Regions from separate parts of the Mus musculus genome. Here all the other regions are linked to region 1. A link is a contact called in public HiCAR-type, HiChIP or PLAC-seq and promoter capture Hi-C data. All regions are on one chromosome and are shown on one strand. The core of a region is the stretch at or near the end of the contact, and the rest is flanking DNA. Distances in the headings are between cores, read along the strand shown.

Evidence for each region. Promoter capture Hi-C pulls out the DNA fragments that hold promoters and counts their contacts. HiCAR-type assays count read pairs that join an accessible place to other places. HiChIP or PLAC-seq counts read pairs in DNA pulled down with a chosen protein or histone mark.
Region 2: an H3K27ac HiChIP or PLAC-seq map of stem cell-derived neural progenitor cells shows a contact between it and region 1, with 10 times the contacts expected there. The contact joins the promoter of 4732414G09Rik here to the enhancer-like site in region 1. A contact is called at or near these places in 5 of 39 promoter capture datasets (cranial neural crest, frontonasal cranial neural crest, liver and 2 more), 4 of 115 datasets of contacts at active chromatin or transcription factors (embryonic forebrain, embryonic limb bud, embryonic midbrain and 1 more) and 1 of 9 other capture datasets (liver).
Region 3: a contact with region 1 is called in a HiCAR-type map of astrocytes, with 8 times the contacts expected there. The contact joins the promoter of Aspa here to the enhancer-like site in region 1. A contact is called at or near these places in 7 of 39 promoter capture datasets (the 3T3-L1 cell line, the SN4741 cell line, cranial neural crest and 3 more), 5 of 115 datasets of contacts at active chromatin or transcription factors (astrocytes, embryonic stem cells, kidney and 1 more) and 2 of 9 other capture datasets (adipose tissue and embryonic stem cells).
Region 4: a promoter capture Hi-C map of the C10 cell line shows a contact between it and region 1, with 17 times the contacts expected there. The contact joins the promoter of Haspin here to the enhancer-like site in region 1. A contact is called at or near these places in 12 of 39 promoter capture datasets (the 3T3-L1 cell line, the C10 cell line, cranial neural crest and 7 more), 4 of 115 datasets of contacts at active chromatin or transcription factors (the 230-238 cell line, large pre-B cells, pro-B cells and 1 more) and 1 of 9 other capture datasets (macrophages).

What each region holds. Positions count from the first base shown.
Region 1 is chr11:74,406,378-74,411,857 of GRCm38.p6, forward strand. Rap1gap2 (RAP1 GTPase activating protein 2) reads right to left here. Exons shown (of 25, transcript NM_001015046.3): 15 at 1,511-1,582; 16 at 934-1,020. Among named protein-coding and RNA genes, the nearest start is that of Olfr412, 44 kb to the left of the region's middle. Within about 2 kb of position 3,179, at least 133 of the 459 cell types and tissues checked have an H3K27ac peak or open chromatin away from gene starts, as enhancers often do. A contact at or near this core is called in adipose tissue, astrocytes, embryonic forebrain and 2 more, where this site is marked.
Region 2 is chr11:73,017,096-73,022,177 of GRCm38.p6, forward strand. It overlaps 4732414G09Rik (RIKEN cDNA 4732414G09 gene), which reads right to left and starts at 1,746. Exons shown (of 3, transcript NR_152202.1): 1 at 1,562-1,746. It overlaps Camkk1 (calcium/calmodulin-dependent protein kinase kinase 1, alpha), which reads left to right and starts at 1,893. Exons shown (of 16, transcript NM_018883.3): 1 at 1,893-2,032.
Region 3 is chr11:73,322,353-73,327,767 of GRCm38.p6, forward strand. Aspa (aspartoacylase) reads right to left here and starts at 2,285. Exons shown (of 6, transcript NM_023113.5): 1 at 1,903-2,285. The coding sequence starts at 2,135. It also overlaps a transcript of Spata22 not described here.
Region 4 is chr11:73,136,020-73,140,914 of GRCm38.p6, forward strand. It overlaps Haspin (histone H3 associated protein kinase), which reads right to left and starts at 2,275. Exons shown (of 1, transcript NM_010353.2): 1 at 1-2,275. The coding sequence starts at 2,242. It overlaps Itgae (integrin alpha E, epithelial-associated), which reads left to right. Exons shown (of 31, transcript NM_008399.3): 27 at 2,436-2,492; 28 at 2,748-2,843; 29 at 4,648-4,743.

The DNA.
Region 1 (5,480 bases), core at 1,929-4,428:
ATGCCAATCTATAAGAACTTCACAGGCAGTTACCAGGGGAAACGTTCATAATGTTTTATACCTACTGGTCTATGATTTTTGCTTGGACCACACTCATAGCTACCCTGAGGCACATGTGGGTTGCAGGCCTCTGGTTGGACACGCCTACCTGCAGTTTAGCCCAGTGCCTCCTGTGAAGGGTTCACCTTTGTTGAGCCTCTTAGACTCTTTAATCATTTCTAACTGGCCAGTTCCTTTTCTATCTCCCCTTCAACCTCTCCTCCTCCAACTCTAACACCTGCTGGCTAATGATGTCTCTAACATGCGAATCAAACACTTTTAAAAATTTCATAGCGCCTACCACTTGCAAGCCACAACCCTGCGCCATTCAATGCAGCCAACCATCTGCAGTCCCGTCTTCCAGCCACAGGAGGCTGTCATCTGGCCACACCCCCTCCCAACAATGTCTGATTCTATTGGACCTTTGACTGTTCCCTGAGTCTTGAATGACTTTCCAGACTCTCTTCATGCAAAAGCTTTATCAGATGTCAAGATTCATCAGCTCAAAAGCAACCTCCTCCAGGAAGCCTTCCCTGAACACACCCTCCATTATCCCTAGCAGAAGCAGTCACTACCCACTGGCTCCATCATGGCCCATAGTATAATACAGTAAATACACTCTATTATAAATCTTAGCTTCTCTTCTGTAAAGGTCCCTCTACCAGCATGGGCACTACATAGTACAGAAGTGATATCTCACTTATCCTTGGTAACAGAGCAAGACCTGGACATACTACATGTTCAAAAAAAAAAACCTGATGATTGGCAGGTAAGTCCTAGAATCTAGATGAGTTCCTACCAAGGGAAAAAAAAATGTTCCCAAAGCAACAGAGAGCTGAGGGCTTAGGATGAAGCAAACAAGCCCAGAGGAGACTTTCCGTGTGGCCCTCTCACCTCCAGCTTGGCGAACTTGTCCGACTTGCAGCAAGCATTCTCTGCGTTCGTGAGCTTGGTGAGCAGAAACTCCCGGAATTCTGCGCCCTGAAACAGGTGAAAGAGGTTCAGAACTCTCCTGGCCTCTGCTGTCAATCAAACGCCTCCAACCACAGTGACAAAAAGGCAGGAGAACCCCTGCGTTAGCCCTCTCATATCCGGTCATTTCCAGCCAAGGCCAGGCCTGCCTGCTAATGTACCAACTTGAAAGCCAGCTTCCCCAGCGCTGGGAAACCCACCCTCCATAGGGCACCTTGGTCACTGGAGGCAATGCTTGAGGCTGGCTCCTGGGTCTAGAGCACAGTATAAAAGTCCTTCTAAAAACAGGAGGACAACCCTGGCATCAAACTCCCAACAAGGGCCACATTGACCTCAAAGGGTGAGGTGGGAGATATCCAGAAAGGAGATACCCCCAAAGCTATAACAGGATCTCCCCACAATGTTCCCAGTCTACATTCAAGCCCATTCCAACTACTGACACATGGGTACAGAGATCTGGGGTCTGGGATGGGACAAGTATAAAAGAAAAGGTTCTTACCTTCTGGAAAACAGGCGGGCTTGGCAGAGGGGGACCAAAGGCAGGCACATCTTCCCTAGCAGTGACTGATACCTGAATGAAACAATTTCATGTGGACTAAGACAGACTAGGAGTCCCACACCTTACAGAAGACCAACATACCCCTTCCCTCCTTCCCAGAACACAGAACGTCTATGTGAGCATCACCCACGAGCCCCATACGATGCTCCTCTAGTGGGTTGGATGGGATGGAATCCGGCATCCTTCCCTCTGCCTTCCTAAGGGCCAGAAGCAAGTTGGCCAGATGATGCCCTGGGCTGGGGAACCACTGAGACCCTAAGTACAGACAGTGCAGGTGGTGGCCAGGAGGTTTGCCTCCCTACCCCATTACAGCATCCATCCCAGAGAAAGCAACTGAGAACTACTGCTCATTTTACTGATGAGGAAACAGATGGCTAAGACATGGAACAAGCACCCTAAAACCAGAGAAAGGGGCACAGAGAATCCAGACTGCTCCAACCCAACTCTGACTCCCCATTAACCTAGCCATAAATCAAACTCAGAGTGTTTAAAAGGTAACTACTGGACCACAGAAATGGCTCCACAGATTAAAAAAACAAAAACCTGACACACAAGCTTGGTAAGTCCCTAGATTGTCTCTTCTCTCAGTACTTGTGTGTCTGTGTCCCCCCTCCCAACATAACAAGTACACATGTGCACATGCACGCTCATGCACACACATACACATACATACACACACACGCCACCAGTAGCAAAATCAACAACAAATAATTTTTTTAAAGAAACAAGTAAATACTGGTTGCAAGGAAAGCTTGGGGCTCTGCAAGTTGACACAGGCAGTGACCCAGGTCTGAAGCCTGGCTCTACATGTGGAGCCAGTCATTCTGGCTGAGGCTTGGGCACAGAGATACCAAGGGCATTGACTGGGAAAGAGGATGGGGGACATCCAGGCTCTGGCCAGATGCTGAGGCTGGACTGTAAGACCATCCAGAGACTCCAGCACAAGGGTGGTCCTGCAGCAGGTGGCTTCCACTCCTCACCTCCTCTCTTGTGCAAGTACCTAGGTTTCACCTGCTGTTAGCCCCTGAGGCTACAGGGCTCTTGGGAGGCTGCCCTATCCCTTCACTAGCAGTGGCTGACGTGAAGGCCCTGGCAGGCTGCCAACCACTCTGTCCTGTGAAGTAGGGCAGATGCAAGAGTCTGCCAGACTGGGTGAGCAGGCAGCTTGGGGCCCTGCCAGGTCCAGCGGGGAGAAGCAGAGCTTTGGTCAATGGGGCCTTCTTCTTACAAGCTCAAGGCCATTTACATGGCCCAAACTGAGGTACTCAGAGTCTCAAGAAATGGTTTTGTGTTCACTGACAAGATTTCTGGCTGAGCCCCAGCTGCTAGACACAGCCCACCCCCACCCCCAGCCACCAACCATGCACTGGTGGCCCAAGTCTAGTGCACATGTGTACTTGTTATGTTGGGAAGGGGGACACAGACACACAGGTATTGAGGACAGAGACAATCTGGGGACTTATCAAGCTTGTGTGTCAGGTTTTTGGTTTTTGTTTTGTTTTGTTCCATCTCAGAAGAAGAATCTGGCTGCCCACTCTGGGTATCTGGGACATGTGGGACAAAGCACAGATGCCTGCAGGCCCAGCTGTTTCCCTAGCCCGGCCCCTCCTCCTCAGGCCTGCATTAAAGTAGTCTATTCTGACAGGGTAAGGGTCTTAGGAATGCCTTTAAATCCACAGGGCAGCAGGGCAGGGCCCAAGACCTTTCTGGTAATGTCCATCCACGTCCCATCCGTATCCTAGCTCCTCCTCTGACCTCGGTCTCCCCCTCCTCTCGGCTTACAACCAGATGCCCAGGGGAGCTTAGAGAGGGAAGGCTAGAGACCCAACAAAACCCCCATGTCCAGGGATGGCCTGCCACCCAGAAGACTGGCAGGGCTGCTCAGAGGGAGTCAGGATAGGCAAGGGAAGGCCCTCCCCAGCTGCCTGTTTCACAGCCAAGTCTTGAAACCTTGGCAGAACTCCAGGAGTGAGGTGGACTGGCCCCTGCAGGGAGGGATGGGGGAATCCTATTGATTGCTGAGCTGGAATCTCTTTCCAACCTGGAGTGAATGGGAATGAGATAGCCCTACCTGAGAAGTGATTCAATTCCAGCCACACTTCACACACACCCACGGGGCCGGTTTCTCACATGCCCCAGAGGCTCCTGGGAAGACTTCCAGCTCCCGGCTCCCTGGCTCTGCGGCCTCAGCTCTAAGTGCCCTCAGCATCAATCAGCTTCAATCTCTTCCCTATGAGCAGACTAATGGGCCTTGTTAGACTTCAAGAAGACTATCCGAGGGGCTAGAAAGACGGCTCTGTGGCTAAAGGCACTTGCCACCAAACCTAACAACCTGGGTTCAATCCCTAGGAGCCACATAGTGGAAGGAGAGAACTGACTCCTGCAAGTTGGCCTCTGATTTCCATATGCACACGCATGCACACACACACACACACACACACACACACACACACACACAAATGTAGAAGACGAAGAAGACTGCTGTAATGCAAAGCCTGGCCCAGAGCAGAAGCCACCATCAATCACTCAGGTTTTTTGTCTTTACTTTCCCTGTCGACCTACATGTACAAAAGGTCACCTTCATCACAGAGTTCCCCAAACCATCCGGCAGCCCATACCCCATCCTGCCTGTCTCTGCTCCCATAAGTAGCCATGGCTAGAAGGACCCTGAGGCTTTAAAATCCAGATTTCCTGTTTTGCAAAGATAGAAACAAAGGCCCAGAGAGGGAAGGAACTGACTTGCAGTCACACATCAACAAAGAGACAGAAGCAGAGACCCCAGGCTGCTCGGTCATTCTGTCTTCTGGGGTCCCTCCCGCCTTTACTCTCCTTTTTCATTGTTGGCCCTCCTACTTCAGGGTTCAGCTAAGGCCCAGTGTCAGCCAGGGGGCCCTGAGGGAGCTAACCCAGTTCTCCTCACAGTTTATGCATCACCCATAGTGCCTGGGGGGGAGGGGTGCTCTGGGGAGCACCTTAGAAGACACGGGCATCTTTCCAAATTCAAACCCGCCTCAGTAGTGGGAAGGGGTCTTAAGATGCTGGTACCCAGTGTTCTGTGATGCAGGGGACCCTGTGGGAACTGAACTCTGATCTCTCTTCCCAGGAAACAAACAAACAAACAAAAAACAAACAGAAACCAGCACTTGGTTTTACTCACAAGATCTCTGTGGGCTTGGAGACTACCTAGCCCTACCCTAAAATCCCCAGCTCAGCCTATCTCCTATGAGTCCTAGGCCCCTCAAACCAATGGACTACAGAGATGTGCTGCCCTGGGGGGTTATGAGAAAGAAGGGAGGTGAAGAAGCAGCCAGTGAAGAGGACAAAGGAGTGTGTCCTATTTCTGTCTGATGCTGAGGGCTGGGAGCCGAAACAGTCTACTATATCCCATACACCTCCTCCTGTTACAGCAGGTGACCCTTTTCTTTCTCTTTCTCTCTTTCTTTCTCTCTCTCTCTCTCTTTCTTTCTTTCTCTTTTTTAAATAGCGTGTGCTAATTATACATATTAATGGAGTTTAATGTACTATTTACACACTTGCATGCAGCATACCTGACTAAAATCGAACTTCCTTTAATCTCTCTCATCTCCCACGCCCTCCACATCCTCTTTTTATTTATTTATTTTTAACAGGGTCTCAACTATGTAGGCCAGGCTAGCTTGAAACTCCTGACTCCCCTGCCCCCGCCCTCACATCTGCCAGGATTTGGGGATTACAGGCATGTGTCACCAGCAGTGACCAGGATAACATTTTTAGCTTTCATCTTAGAAAGAAAGAAAAGTCCCCGGTCATGAGTCTCACCCAGGTCTTGCATTCTCACCAAAATCTTCCAATTAAATTTGTTTATTTGTCCACACCATCCTGATGCAGAGACCAGGGTCTGTGAGGCCTCTCTAGCCTTCATCTTCTCTTG
Region 2 (5,082 bases), core at 496-2,995, 1.4 Mb before region 1:
CTCTCCGTAAGCACACACAGATGCACATATAGGCATACATGTAGGCAAAACAGTCACCCACATAAAATAAAGAGTTAGCATCGACCCTTCATTATTTTTCTCCATTCCAAAACCTGGAATGCATACGTGATAACTGGAGTTCCAGCCCCTATTCAGAATCACGAGGTCAAAGGCCATCTCCAGGGCTTCCTGGTGCAGGGAGTGGAGAGAGCCACATCTCAAAGGCTTTTGTGGAGCAGAGCCATCATACCAGCCCAGAACTGTTTTTCAAGATTTATATATATGTAAGATTTGTTGTTGTTGTTGCCTAGATCTTAATCTGATCCTCTCAGCCTTGCTTCAGTTGATCTGTTTGAGCCTTTCCATTAGAATTATGACTGGATCCTCAAGGACTCTCAAAACCATCTCTTCAATATTGGGGTATAGCTCAGTAGTAGCATCCTTGCTTAGAATGCAAGAAGCCCTGGATTCAATCTTCAAAACTGGGGGTGGGGGGAGGAGTCTCTGTAGCCCAGCTCTTTCCTGAACTCCAGCCCTATAGATCCAATCCTCCAGTTACTGGACCCAATTATTCATTTCAACAAATACATGCTGGGCATGCATCAGGAGGTCAGGCTGTGCTGGGCGAATTCATCTCGACCCTTGCTCTCAAGAGTTCTTAGTCCAGACAGGACTCAGGTGAAGAGGTGCTGAGATCTGGAAAGCACTGAGAAAGGGCTGCTGGGCATTCCAGGTATCCAGAAGGTCATGGGGAAGGCTTCCTAGCAGCAGAGGCATTGAACTAAGTGCCAAAAGACAAGTGGGGTTTAGGCAGGCAAGTGGTGAGGGGTGAGCTATGGAGGGCTTGAGGGGACTTAGTGGCAAGCAGTGGAAGATCCTAAGAGGCAGCTCTCTGGTGTTCCTAGTGCCTGTTCTGGTTGTCCCAGAAAGGTTAATGGGAAGTGATACTGGATTGGGGTGAGGGGTGGGGCTGCTGCACTAATCAAGTGGAGGTATACTGCATGACCGTGGTGGTCGAGTTCAGGGAGGGGCAGATGGTGGGGAGAGAGAGAGAGAGAGAGAGAGAGAGAGAGAGAGAGAGAGAGAGAGAGAGAGACTTTAGGGATCTTAAGAGGCAACATGGCAGATCCTTGTGCTACACCCGGTTGGGTCAGAAAACCTGCTACACAGGTAACTCCTGGTTTCTAACTCCTGGTTTCTAACTCCTGTTTAAGACAGAGACACAGGTGAGACCAGGTTGGAGATAGCAACATGGGTCTGAGTTTGAGGCAAGCAGTGATGTGGGGCATCTCCAATAGACTAATAATAGCAGGATTGAACCAGGAGTCTGTGAGGGCAGTCCCCAGGCATAACCACAGTCAAGGCCACTTGGTCCTGGAGGGCTCTTTTTCATTCCCTCAGCCCAGCCAGTCACCTCCTGCTCCTCTCCAAACCTGAGTGCCGCCCCACCCCAGCACTCTGACGAATCTCCCTCCTCCTTCCCTCCCCCAACCCCCCCGGAGAACACTCAACTCCAGGCCCTTCTCCCAGGGCCTCTACCTAGCCTCTCCTTGGTACGCACCGGGCCTCATCCCGAAGGAGGGATGCTCTTGCCTCTAGAGACTAGGACACCGGATTGAGGACTCGAAAAAAGCATCGTACGCTTCAGGCCAGGCTGAGGGGCCCACGACGTGGCCTGAGGGACATCGGGTTCCCCGAGCCTGCTTGTCTGCGGGCGCCGGGGGCGTGACGCGTCGGGGCCCATCCGCAGGGCCCCTCCCGAGCCACCTCCTCCCGATCCCGTCGAGACCCGCCCCCTCTACCCCTGGGCGGGAGGACCGGACTCTGATTGGACATCTCTGCGGGGCGCTGCGCGGCACAGCCAATGATCGTGGGCCGGCGCGGCGGCGGGCGGGGGGAGCGAGCGCAGCCTGGAGCTGCGGCGCCAGCGGGTTGAGCCGGGCGATCCTAGCCCGGCAAGGCGGGCAGGGCGGGGCGCGCACAGCGGGAGCGAGCCTGGTGCCCACCGCAGAGACTGTCGCCAGGTGCCTAGGTAGGGGTCAGCAGCCGGGACTTGGAGTTGGAAACTGGGGTGCGGACGGCTGAGCCGCCCTGTGCAGCCAACGGGCTGTAGAAGGGTGGTCTACAAGGCCGGGTCTACGTGGGCAGCCGGAATCTGGTGTGCAGAGATTCCCGCTGTGTCTGCAGGGCCAGGTCCTCGGGATGGTTCCCTGAGCCCGCATCTGTCTAAGCCAGCTATGCGGGTGCCCGACCACCTGCGTTTCTTCCGCAGCTGCTGTCTGTGGGACTGCATAGAAGCCCCGCGCGCGCGGTGCCTTGGGCCCGGCTCTGGGTGGAGGCCGTGTCTATTCGGAGTGGGCCTGGACGGGTGCACCCACGTGTGGATCTCAGCAGAGCGCTTCTCCCACAGCCCTCCCGTGAGTCTTCCGTGGAGAGCTGGGGGCGGGGTGATGAATGGGACGGATGCAGCGAGCGACTTCAGCTGCTGCGCAGTCGTCCCCTGACTGAGTGAGGGTGGCGGAGGCGGCGCTGTGGTTTCTGGGTCTGGTGGGTACAGGATTGGTGCTCCGAGGGTGCACACGTGCGCGGGGAGCTGTGTGTGGTGTTTGGAGGCGGGTGTGCGTGCGTCACGTGGACACAAGAGTGTGCCTGTGTACCTGAGGGGTGCGTTTCAGGATGGAGTGGTGTGTGAGCACCGGTCACGAGGACAAGGATTACATCTGTCAGGGAAGGGGTGTGTGTCTGTCTTGAGGGTGTTACAGAGTGAGCAGAGCTAGCTGTCACATGCCTTGGGTCCCAGGACTGTGTCCCAGTGAGCTCCTCTCTTTGTCTTGGCCAGGTTCAGGGTGTGAGAGAAGCGCACAGCTGTGTCCTTGAAAATCCCAGGGAAAAGGAAGAGGCTGGGTCTTCTGCGCATCTCTACCTCTTCCATCCAACATACGCTGTGGGTCAGACTGTTCTAGACCCTACTACCTGCTCCTTGGTCCCCCACGCCCAGTCCTCAGACCAGGACTGGGGCTTATTTTAAACCTTATCCAAGTGAATTGCTTCCCTGCTTAAAGACTCCTTTGGTGTTAGAGGCCTCTGGTTTCTGTTCACAAACCCTAAACCAAGCCTGTTGGGAAGCACTCTATTGCTATCACGTTGGGAAGGGATCTCTTTTAGACACAGGGTGAACTCCCATTTCTCCCTTGGGAATCCTGCTTAGTGGTCACAATGTCGCCTCCGCCAGGAAAACACCCCCGAGGCCAGTGTAAGTGGACCTTAGCTTCTCTCCTGATGCACACCTCCACTAAGGAACTTTCCACTGCAGCCACATCTGCTGTGCTGGTCTTCATACAGAGCAAGCACTGTCCCACCTCATGGCACTTGCACCTATGGGCCAGTCCCTCTGGCTCCAGTTGCTGTTCTCCAAGTGTCTACACTGTGTACCGCCTTTCTCCTTCCAAAGCTGCTTAGAGCTTGCATTGTGTACAAACCCTCTCTGCGCTACATCAATTGTGTCCCTAGCATCTTGCTCCTGCCCTGTCTTGTTGTAGTAGCTGTCTTCCCAGGGCATCCCACAGCACCTATCATGTATTTATTGCTAGCATTCTTATTTGTTGCTTCATGACTCTACTGGAAAGCAAATGGTGAGAGTGGGGACTTTGTCTTTGGGGGTCTACTGGTTTACCTCCTCGTTCTTATATTGCAGATACCCAGTGAATCGTTGTAGCAGGGATGCATGACTCTGGATTTGCATACCAGGAGTCAGTGTGTCTATCTACTCCCCAGATCCACACTAGAGGCAAACTCCGAACATATTAGAAATCCTCCTGTTAGCAACTGGTGTGGAGGGAGGGGTGATATATTAATCTGGGGTAGGGAGACCTCTGGAAGTAGTGAGAGAACAGTGGAGGTCAGAACTTGGTGATTTTATCCCCAGATCTGTGCTGTTTAAGGTGCTTAACTTAGTGAGTTCAGCCAGCCAGCGGGTGTGTGTGTGTGGGGGGTGAGATCAAAGAGGCTTCTCAAAGGAGGTGATGTCTGAACTGGTCTTCAGGCAGTGAAGCCAAGGGAGGTGTGTTCCTGGCAGAAAGAGCAGCTCGTGCAAAGGCCTGGTGACACAGAGCCTGTCGTTTGCAAAGCTTGAAGTAGTGGGGTGCAGCCAGAGTACTGCAGGAGGTGGAGGGGTGGGTGGTGAAGGTGGGGGGGGGACAGTCCCTTTGGCTCTTGCCTTTCTGGCCCAGGCCCAATGAAAATGGGGAAATGGAGTTCCCATCTCTGTGATGGGAACAGTGGATGAATAACAGAACGGGGATGGTGATGAGTGGGATAGATCCCTGAGCTGCCCAGAAACAGGGAGGGGGGAATCTCTGGAAAGAGGGTGGAGGCTCAGAGCTGGTGTAAAACAAGAGACCCACAGATGTCAGTTTCCACAGGTGGACTGAAGGATGCTTTGAGCATAGCGGCAGTGGGGGAGGCAGGAGCCTACCTGGGTGTTTGGGGATCCCCGGAGGTAGTGGGAGGGCCATCCTCACAGCAGGCATCCTTGAGCATGACTTGGCACCAGACTCCTGGGTCTCCCTTAAGGGGACTGAGTCATCCTAGGCAGGGGCGGGGAGCTGCAGAGGGCACCACTGCCTGAGCCATTAGACCCTAGCCAGAAGCATAAGCAGGCTACAGTGAAGTGGCCCAGAGATGTCAGGACTGCTTTGATGTACAGCCCACACGGCCACTGCCTCCTTGCATTTCCCCCTGACTATTCCTTTGCTGATCAGTGCTGTTCCTCCTTTGCCTGGATAGCTATCGGTCCCTGCCTCAGCCTGACTCTGGAACATTCTAGCCAAACTCTGAAGTCACTGGTCCCTGAAGTTACCGTAGGTAGGGCTGCTTGAACCAGTGTGGGTGACTGCAGGGTCTTCTTGCGCTGTCTTCTCCTGGCCTGTGTTAAAAGACTTAGCTGGATGGGTCATGTCCTCAGAAAGAGGTCAGATGGAGTGGGCTTCTGAAGCCAAGGGTTGGTTGGTGTACTCGGGAGTGGCAGACACTTGGAGGGTGGGGTGCCGCTTGAAGGAGAAGCCTGAGTCAAGCTAGTCTGGA
Region 3 (5,415 bases), core at 1,035-3,534, 1.1 Mb before region 1:
ACACAAAGAACGAGCTGTAAACCTTATATATTAAAAATTAAAGAGGAAAGCCGGGCAGTGGTGGCACATGCCTTTAATCCCAACACTAGGGAGGCAGAGGCAAGTGAGTCTCTGAAGTAGATCTTTAGGTGGACTTTTGAGCCCCATCCAGTCGAGAGAGAGAAAGAGAGAGAGAGAGAGAGAGACAGAGAGACAGAGAGACAGAGAGACAGAGAGAGACAGAGCCAGAGACAGAAAGAGACAGAGAGAAACAGAGAGTTAGTTCTAGGACAGCAGTTACACACAGTTTCTTTTGAAAAAGCAAACAAACCAAAACAAATCCATGAGGGACATGAAAACTTATCTGAAACCTCTGCAAATGACAAAAAAACCTCTGCACTTTTTTTCCAACTGATTCCATATGTCCGGTGCTGCACTGGCATGCTCATAAAATGTTAGGTTTATTTATGTGGCTGATCTCAGGTAGGGCTTCACAAAGAAAATTTACCACGTGACTTCAACCTTGAATGAAATATACCCTTTAATTTTATAAGCACTTGCTTGTAGTTATGGTGCACTGCTTATTAATTGTACCATCCCCAGCACTATGGTGCTAGTGAAAGGAGGGAGTCAAACCCTGGTGCTCATGTCTTCATTGGGTATTTTACATCGAAGACTGGGAATGACTACTGGATCAGGGACACAGTTTACAAATGACAAACCACAAACTTACACAAACATACTTACATGCATTTTTCTGGAACAAGTGTTGACATCACAATACAATACTCTCAAGTGGGCTAGCTTTGAATTTATTCTGCAGCCAAGGATGGAGGATTGCCTCCTGCCTCAGCTTCCCAAGCAGCTAGAATTGCAGGCTGGGGGCTGTCTGGACAAAATCTTATAGATACAAGAATTTACAAAGGGTTTTATTATTATTATTATTTACTCATGGTTTTTATTATTTCACCCGTTTCTTCTCCTTTCCTCTGCCTATCCCCACTGCTGTGTCTGTCTGTGTACAATACTGCCTGTCCCTGATGCATGTGTCTGTGTTCAGTACCTCATCCAGCCTGTCAGTGTGGCTAAGGAACAGAAGAACCTCTAGGTTGTTCTATACACGATAATGGTTTAGAACAACTTCTCTACTGAGTCTCTCAACCATATTTTTAAAACATAAGTACAGTTCAAGGCCAGCCTGATCTACAGAGTGAGTTCCAGGACAGCCAGGGCTACACAGAGAAACCCTCTAGAAAAAACCAAAAAACAAACAAACACCAAAAACCAAAAAAAAAAAAAAAAGCCCAAACCATAAGTCCATATATTTCTATTATCTAGCTATTTTTTATTAGTTTGTACCAGAGTCTTTACTGCCTGGAAATCATATCTGCAATGAAGAAGGCATATTCCTGGTGCTTACTCACCCTTTCATTCAAAAAGTACTAATCAAAATGTCATAATTTCCTCACTGGACATAGTGAGGAAGACAAACCTACAAGAAAGCATGGTGGTGAGTTTCCCACACAACAGTATGTTTACCGGTATAACGACCAAACAGTCATTTATTATTATTTTTTTGAGAATTTAGATTTTTATTTTTACATGTTGCTCAACACAAATTTACATAGAGGATTATTATATTTGTGTCTTTCAAGTCAGATGAGTCAAAACTACATATATTTCTTATTTTTTGCTGTATACTGGATGGCATAGAGCAAAAAGAAGATTAGAGCGCGTGAGTGCCCAGTTTGTGTAGTTGCATAATTTGTAAAGCAGCATGATTAAAAGTGAAAGTGATCTTATTCACCACAGATGTTCTATGTGTGGATCTGACTACTTACTAGGAGCATTTACACGTTCTCTTTCCCAATGACTAACACTTCTCACCTATATATACCCTCAGAGACTAGAGAACAGTCTTACCTAAGATTTTCAAGGTCAAAAACACGATTCAGGTCACAGTCAATGTATCTGGTGCACTTCTCCACCGCCCTTGGATTGGTAATGAATGGCTTCACGTCCAGCCCTGCTCTGTGAACTTCAGTGCCATTCCTTAGCCAGTGAGTAACTAGAAACACTCCGGTCAGTTCATTTCCATGAGTCCCTCCAAAGATGGCAATCTTCTTAATAGGTTCTTTAGCAACACAAGAGGTCATTTTAACAAATACCAAGATCCTGTCTGATTTCTGCAATTCAGAAGAGAAGAGGTCAAAGGACAGTTAACTTCTGAGAAAAGTTTCCAAGTTTAGATCTAATTGAGAAGTGCAAAATACAGAGCTCTCTTGAGAACTGACTTCACAACTGTTTCTGTCACAACTTCCCAGCCTGTTTATTCTATGGACACTCCCTTCTGTAACCCCTCCCTTGACCATATTTGGATTAAAATATGCAAGGATCAAGGATCGTGATGCAGCTGTTAACTTCTAACTCAGATGGTCAGCAGATCGAAGTACAATTGTGCTAGCATCCCCTGCTATAAAAATCCTGTCTTCTGTTCAGAATGATTATTTATAAAATAATACCACATTAAGCCCAATCCTCCCAAATATAACAATATGGTTTATTCAGTGTTTTTGTTCCCACTGACATTTAAAACATTTCCAAAGTAAGCACTTTTGCTGATCTGAAGGCATTGATGTCTCTGACCTCCTCTTGAACAGCACAGCTCCTTTCTTTGAGCATAGCTGTCCACAGCAGAGGCACAAGAGCCCAGTCATGATAGGGTGGGTGACATAGAGCATGGCAGAAACGCAGCAGGCAAAAATGTTGCTGAGTTCAATCCTGAGGAGAGAACCAACTTCTGAAAGTTGTCCTCTGACTGCCACATATGTGCACCTGTTCTCTCTCTTTCTCTTCTGTCTCTTACACGCAAATAATGAATGAAATAAAAATTATTATTATTATTATTTTTTTTTTTTTGAGACAGGGTTTCTCTGTATAGCCCTGGCTGTCCTGGCACTCACTTTGTAGACCAGGCTGGCCTCGAACTCAGAAATTCACCTGTCTTTGCCTCCCAAGTGCTAGGATTAAAGGCATGTGCCACCATGCCCGGCTAAAAAAATATTTTTAAAAAGTGACTTTGAAACATCTTTAACTTTTGTCTCATGAGGCTTTTGGTAATTCTATGATGTCTTTTTTTTTTAAGTTGTCTAAATACCAAATGAAAAGCAGCTGCCAGTAATATTCAAATCTCTTAAATACCTGAAAATATTTTGCAACATAATATATACAAAAACGACATAGAAGCATATATTACATATATATTACATATATTTTAACCACATTGTATGAGGTATACAGACATGATCTCATTTACTGGCATCAAAGACTTTCTTCTGGAATGTGTTGTCCTAAAGTGGGGGGTCTTACTAGGGGAACTAATCCAGGATAAGGTGATTACATAGCGTTGGAGAAATGACTCTGAACCAAATCTTACTTGATTTCAAGCTCAATCACTCAGAAAGCCAAGAATGTTAAAGTACAGGAAATATTATATATTTTCACACACACACACACACACACACACACACACACACACACACACACACCACATGAAACCATACTAAGTTGTTTCCTAAGGACACAATAAAGCAATCATTTATCATAAGGGTAGGCTTATATGTAATTTTTCCCCACAGATGTCTGCTTACTCTATTTATAAATTCACTTTATGATTTATAAAGGGCAGACATTTATTGCCAAGGATAAAGGAAGGAAGCACTCAGCCCGATTAAGTTTCCACAGTTACATAAAAGAAAGCTAGGCCCAGGAGCCATGTTTCTCATTAAGGCCAGTGTTCACTACAGGACAACAGGGTGACTCTGTTATTTTTGGATTCCTCTGAACTTCTAATTTTGCTCTTTCAGAGCTCACATAAACAGCCAGCACAATGTAGAATCACAAGACACACAAAGCAAATACATGGTGAAAAATTCAAAATGTTTCATAGTATTTAATAAGCCAGTGCCTCAATCCCTTTTGTTTTTAAAAAGATTATAATGTATAAATAAAACAAAGTCAAATATGCTTACACTTCGAAATTACTGCTGTAATCTAAGACAAAGTCCCTGTAGTCTTTGGTTTTCTTTCTGCCTCAGCATGCACTGAACACTTCACAATGATGAAAACAGGCAAATGAAGAGAGAGGACAGTTCTCTTGCTCTCGTGGTTTTACTGAACTCTGGTGAATTATTACCACCCTGCCCTACGTATTTTGTTCCTTTCCTGCTGACCTGTGGTTTGCTCTGTCCTTTGCCCTAGTCTCTCTGGAAACGCTGCTTCAGTAGTTTACTCATGGCAGGCACCAATGACTCGAACTTTGAGGCTTGTTTTATGGAATTTTAACAGGTCAGCATTTTGAAGTACACTTCCACATTTCTCAAGTTTCTGCGATGAGTCCACGTGAGTAACTCCCTGGGAAGTTAATGACCAGCCGCAGCTCGCATACGTACCTTGTTACTGTGTACAGTTTGTCTCCTGCAGGAAGCTTTACTTGAAAACGAAAGCTTTTGCTTAGAACTGGGGCAACAGAGGCGGTCACGCTCTTATACCAAGTTAACTTCCAAGAGTTTTAACTCCCGGTTTCCCAAAGCACCAACTCTCTTTCCCAAAGCACCTGGCAAAGTCTTTCTACTCTTAGTTCATTTTTTGAGAGTTCAAAGAATTGATAACATATTGAATAAAATCATTCCTAGTTATCATCTATTGATTAAAACACTTTTAAAAAAGTGTTACTTTGAGGGTTTTATTTGTTATTGTTTTGACAGGGTCTTGCCGCATAGCTTAAGCTGGCTTCAAGCTTCTTATGTAGCTCAGACTGGCCTTGAACCTCCTGTAAGCCTCCTGAGTTTTGAGATTATTATTTTTTTTTTAAATGTGATCATGTAGTTTAAAACAAAGGCATAGTAAAGTTTGACTTCACAGAATGGCTATCCAATGAGTCAATGCCAGAAATTTTGTTGGAGGTATTAAGCTGAGGCTGTTTCTGAAACAGCATGTCAGGAGATATTCTAGTTTGCTTTCTGTTGCTGTGATAGAGTAGCACTCTGGCCAAAAGCAACTTAATCCATCCTTGTGGGAAGTGAGGACAGGAATTTATGCGGGAACATGCACAGCCCATGGAGAAAGACCCGCTAATTCACTTTCTGCCTCTGCTCAGCTAGCGTTCTTATGTAGCCCAGATCCACCCATCTAGGGAGGGTTGGTACCATTCACAGTGGGCTGGGACCTCCCACATCAATACATTTATTCTCAGACATGGCTACAGGCCAATTGGATCTGGGCAGTTCCTCAACTGAGGCTCCCTCAGACGATTCTCAGCTGTGTCAGGCTGACAGCTAAAAGTAGCTAGGACAGATGATAAAAAGGATTCCCTGTTCTTATAGATAATGTGGAGTCAGGCAATCATTACAGCTCTAACTCTATCCTTTCTCTGTG
Region 4 (4,895 bases), core at 1,025-3,524, 1.3 Mb before region 1:
AGAGCAGGTCCGTGGCAGAGCTGAAACTCAGTACAGTCCTGTGGAAATGTTGCAGGTTTTTCCTTATTTGCTTCATGGCTGCGCTCTGGCATTTAGTCTTAAATTTCATCTTATTCAGAATCTTGTCTGTGAGGTAATGCAGCCACAGCACATTATTGTAAGGGTGATACTCACCCCAGCAGTTTTTGTTCTCCTTCCTCATGAGCCTGTAGATCTCAAACTGGTAGTCACCCTCACCTGTAAATAGGTCCTCTTCAGCGGAGATATCACAGAAAACCACAATCCCATCCCGCTCCAAGCGGGACAGGGTGTAGTCAATGATGTTGACCTGTAGCCCATGGGTGGGAATGGTGCTCGTTTTCCCATTGAGGGTGTAGCGGAGTTCTTTGAGGTTGGTTTTCTTTAAGAGCACATTTCCCCAGTGTAAGTCCCGGTGCTCAAAGTGCAGGGATGCTTCTGCCACAGCCAGAGATGCAGTGATCTGGTGGAGAATGCTCTTTGCAGTCGCCACAGAGGACAGCTTGGTTTTCATTCGCTCCAAGTCAACCCCACCAAACTCAAATTCCAGGATAATAAAGAGCTGGTCTTCCTGGAAAAAGTCAGGCCGGTCATTGGCAGATCTTTTGGTTGTGTTATAGTGATCCCAGGCTTTCAGCAGCAAGGGAGGGTAAAGCCCTTGAACACAGTGTACTGAGTTCAGCCCAATAAAGCCTTCTGTGCGGTTGTAGGCCTCACTAGACAAGAGACTCAGCTCTTTGGAGATAATGATCTCCGGCAGGATTTCCTCAAAGGTTTTCTGGTGGGACCCATTGACTAAATCTAACCCTTCAATAGCAATGATTTTTAGGGCTACAGGTGCTTGGTCGTTAATTATCTGAAACACTTCTCCAAACACTCCTTCCCCAATCTTCTCACACCGTTCCAGTTTTTCCGTGGAAAGGCAATCACTAAAGGGGATGGGCCCTTCCTGATTACACTCCCCATAAACCTTTTCAGCATAAGATGGCCTTTGGTCTGTGACATGCAGGGTCTTTAAGGGACTTAGCAAATACACAGAAGAGCATCGAGAAGAAACAGTAAGGTGTGCTCTGTTCTTGATAGGAGGGGTCGAACATTCAGACAGGAGGGACCTGGAGGAAGAACTGGCAACAGAACTGCATACCTCTATCACACTGGTTATAATTTTCTTCTTGTGGAAACCGAAGGAGGCTCTGGTTTTGGTCCAAGAATCCCTCTGGCTAGTATTCAAGTTCCATAAGGAGACTGACGCTTTCCTTTTCTTCTTAGATTGGTGGTAGTGGCGGGGAGGGGTTCCCGTTGCTTCTTGCTGTTTCCTCTTCCGGAGTGGCCCAGTTCTCTTAGGCCTGCTGATTTCCCCTGGTACACGAAGGTCTTTGCAAGCACTGGACTCCTCATAGTCTCTCTGGTCGACTCCTTGGGACACAACCTTTTTACACGCGGCCTTTCTCTTTCCCGGGCTTGTCAGATCAGGGTCCGTTAGTCTGTTTCCCATCTGCTGTCTTCTTTCACAACACGATTCCTTCACATTCTCCCCATCTGTCCCAAACTTGTTCTCTTCTGTGGCCCCTGAGTTCACAAGGCTAAAGAGAGATGACCTGAAGCTGGCTTCGGCTCGGAGGGCCCTCCCGGTGTACCTGTCACCGGTTGCTGCCACCTGGGGGCAGGGCACAGACGGTTCACTTAGGGAGGCTGCCGGCAAGTGGAAGCTCCCGGGGACTGCAGAGTCAGCATACAAAGGGTCGGGGGCTCCGGGCGAGGCCGGAGAGCTGAAGAGGGAGGCACTGGTGCCCAGCTCGTTGCTGTCCCTGGACTGGATGCACACACTGTGGTCCGACCCGAGGCAGCCCGGGCTGCAGTTGGGGAAAGGTGGCGGTCGCAGCCGGCTGCACGGGGTGCTGCACTTCTGCGGGAGCCGAGGTCGCAGCCTTTGGACTCTTGGAGTGTTTGTCAGGGTCCGCTGGTTCCGGGAGCCGCTGCCCCGAGGACGCCTCCGCCGCTGGCCCACGAGGCTGCCGGGGAAGTCGGGGTCGTCCGGGTCGTCGGAAGCGACAGCCGGCGACTCGTTACTGTCGCTGAGGCTGCTGCTGAAGGCGCGCTTCAGGTTCGGCGGCTGGAACCATTGCTCAGCCAGCCCGCCAGGCTGCCGCTGCGACCCCCGGACGCCCCTCGCCGCGTACGTTCGAAAGAGCCGGGTACCCGACCGCGGGTGAGCCTGTGCCATAGCGAGCGCCCGCCCGGCGTTTCAAACAGAAACACCGCGAGACTGCGGCGAGCGCGCGAGCGCCCGTCGGCCCGCTGGGTCCTAGCGCCGGCCCTCGGCTGCGCAGCCTGCCTGACCTCCCGGAAGCCGGCAGGGGGCAGATGCCTAGCGGGACTTGGAGCTCAGGGTGGCTCAGCAAAGGCTCTCTTTTCAGGACCACACTGAGTGCACCCAGAGTCAAGAGCCTGCGTGTGGAAGCGATCCTGTGCAGGTGAGCGAAGTCGTCTCAAGAGCCCGAGAGAGGGATGTGGAGAGCCTCTTGAGAGGGTGACTGCTTCTGCAGTGTTCTTTCTGAGACTTTCAGCCTCTCTGGTCCTGTTTGCCAGGATAACTGACACTTGGCTTGGGCGAAGGGGACTTGCTCAAATGTCTGCTCTGGGACCTTGGATGCCCTATCTTAGATATTCAGATTTTCAATCCTAAAACACGAAAAGGGAGTAAGCAGACTCACCTTTTGCTTTTGCAGCATGTAAAAGAATGGCATTCAGTGGTCTGTGCTATCACATCTAATAAAGAAAATGTAACCGTGGCCGCAGAGATCTCCGTGGGCCACACTAAGCAGGTACTTGAGACTGAGAGACTGCAGATTGGGTCGTCCAATCCTAGAGGACCTATCCTCTAAGAAAGGATAATAGCATCTGAAAGGTGCCGTTCAAAATAGATCATTTGATTGGCCTGTCTCAAACAGCTCTTAGCAAGTTACTTAGTAGGGATTTTAATCTTTTTCCATACTAAGACATGTTGGAATGACCTGTGATTACCTCTTTGTTTCATCCCCAAGTGTATCCCAGCAGCAAACCCTGCCATCCCACCTTCAGAATACATATGAAATCACTTCTCTCTGTCTCTATTGATGTGGCTGTAATTTAGGTCACCGTCTCTGGCCTGTTGCATAACCTTGGACATGCCCTCTTTGTCTTGGCTTCCCCCCTAACCAGTACAAATAGTTCTTCAAGAGCTGGAGGGCCAGGCGTGGTGGCACACACCTTTAATCCCAGCACTCAGGAGGCAGAGGCAGGCGGATTTCTGAGTTCAAGGCCAGCCTGGTCTTCAAAGTGAGTTCCAGGATAGCCAGGGCTATTACAGAGAAACCCTGTCTCGAAAAAAACCAAAAAAAAAAAAAAAAAAAAGAGCTGGAGAGGTGGCTCAGCAGTTCAGAGCATGCGCTCTTACAGAGGATATGTTGCTTCGGCTCCTAGCACTCAAGTTGGGCAGCTCACAACTACTTGGGACTCCAGCTGTTGGAGGATCTAACTTCCTCTCTTGGTCTCCATGCATATGTGCACATACATGCACACTTATTTTTTCTAAATTGTATACAAGAAGTACGCTGTAGCTATCTTCAGACACACCAGAAGAAGGCATCGGATCCCATTACAGATGGTTGTGAGCCACCATGTGGTTGCTGGGAATTGAACTCAGGACCACTGGAAGTGCAGTCAGTGTTCTTATTTGCTGAGACCTCTCTCCAGCCGCGCGCCCCCCCCCTCCCCGTGCACAATATTTTTTAAAACACGAAATAATTCATTTAGCATTAGGATCCTCCTTTAAAACTTTGGACCAAAGCCGGACATGGTGGCGCATGTCTTTAATCCCAGCACTCGAGAGGCAGAGGCAGGCGGATTTCTGAGTTCGAGGCCAGCCTGGTCTACAAAGTGAGTGCCAGGACAGCCAGGGCTATACAGAGAAACCCTGTCTCGAAAAAAAAAAAAAAAAAAAAAAAAAAACTTTGGACCAGAAACTCCAAATGAACAGAAGCAGTGGACTTTAGAGTTGGATACATTTAGCTTAAAACCCATACTTCTTTCTTGGTGTGCAAAGAATTACATGATCTGGTCTGTATTTAATCCTTCACCCTTTCTCTCCTGTCTCTTTCTTATGTGTTGTTTCTATTTTTTAACTTGCTAATGTTATTGTAGCCAGTGGGCCTTTGTAATGTAGTTACTTCGTATAACATTACTCAAATGTTATTTTCTCTAGAGAGGCCTTACTATGAGGTGGGAACAAATGGTCAAGTTTACCATTGTGTGGAGAGTCCGATGAGAGCAGTGTGGTCTCCTGACCTAGGAGTGGGGCTGAAGGAGAAGGGGTGTGTGAGGCAGGATGTTTTAGGGCTGTCTGGAACTGACTGTGGATGGAGGTTGTGGCATGAGGTCATGTGTAATTGAAGTTGGGGGATGGGGGAGTGGCTACAGACTTGTTGCTTGGATAGCTGGGTGGGTGCTGCAATCACTTATGAAGGCTAAGGGAATATTGGAGAAGGGGTTATTAGAAGGGAAAGATGGTTGGAACTCTCTAGAAACCGTGAGCTCAAGTCTAAGCCATGTTTCATGTTCCCCCACACCCCAACTTTCCCCACCTTATAGTTACTAAGAGATGTATCTGAACTGCCGATCCTTGGTGAAATATCTTTCAACAAATCTCTCTATGAGGGGCTGAATGCAGAGAACCACAGGACGAAGGTAATGCCTGCCTGTTTTCTGATTAGTGTTCTGGGAAAGCCATTGCCACTTCTGACCTTGTCTGCACTACCAACCGCCCTTGTGACCCTGAGCTTCTGCCTCAGTTTCTCTTTTGTGAAATAGGAACCAACAATGGTGTGTACTTAGTTTAA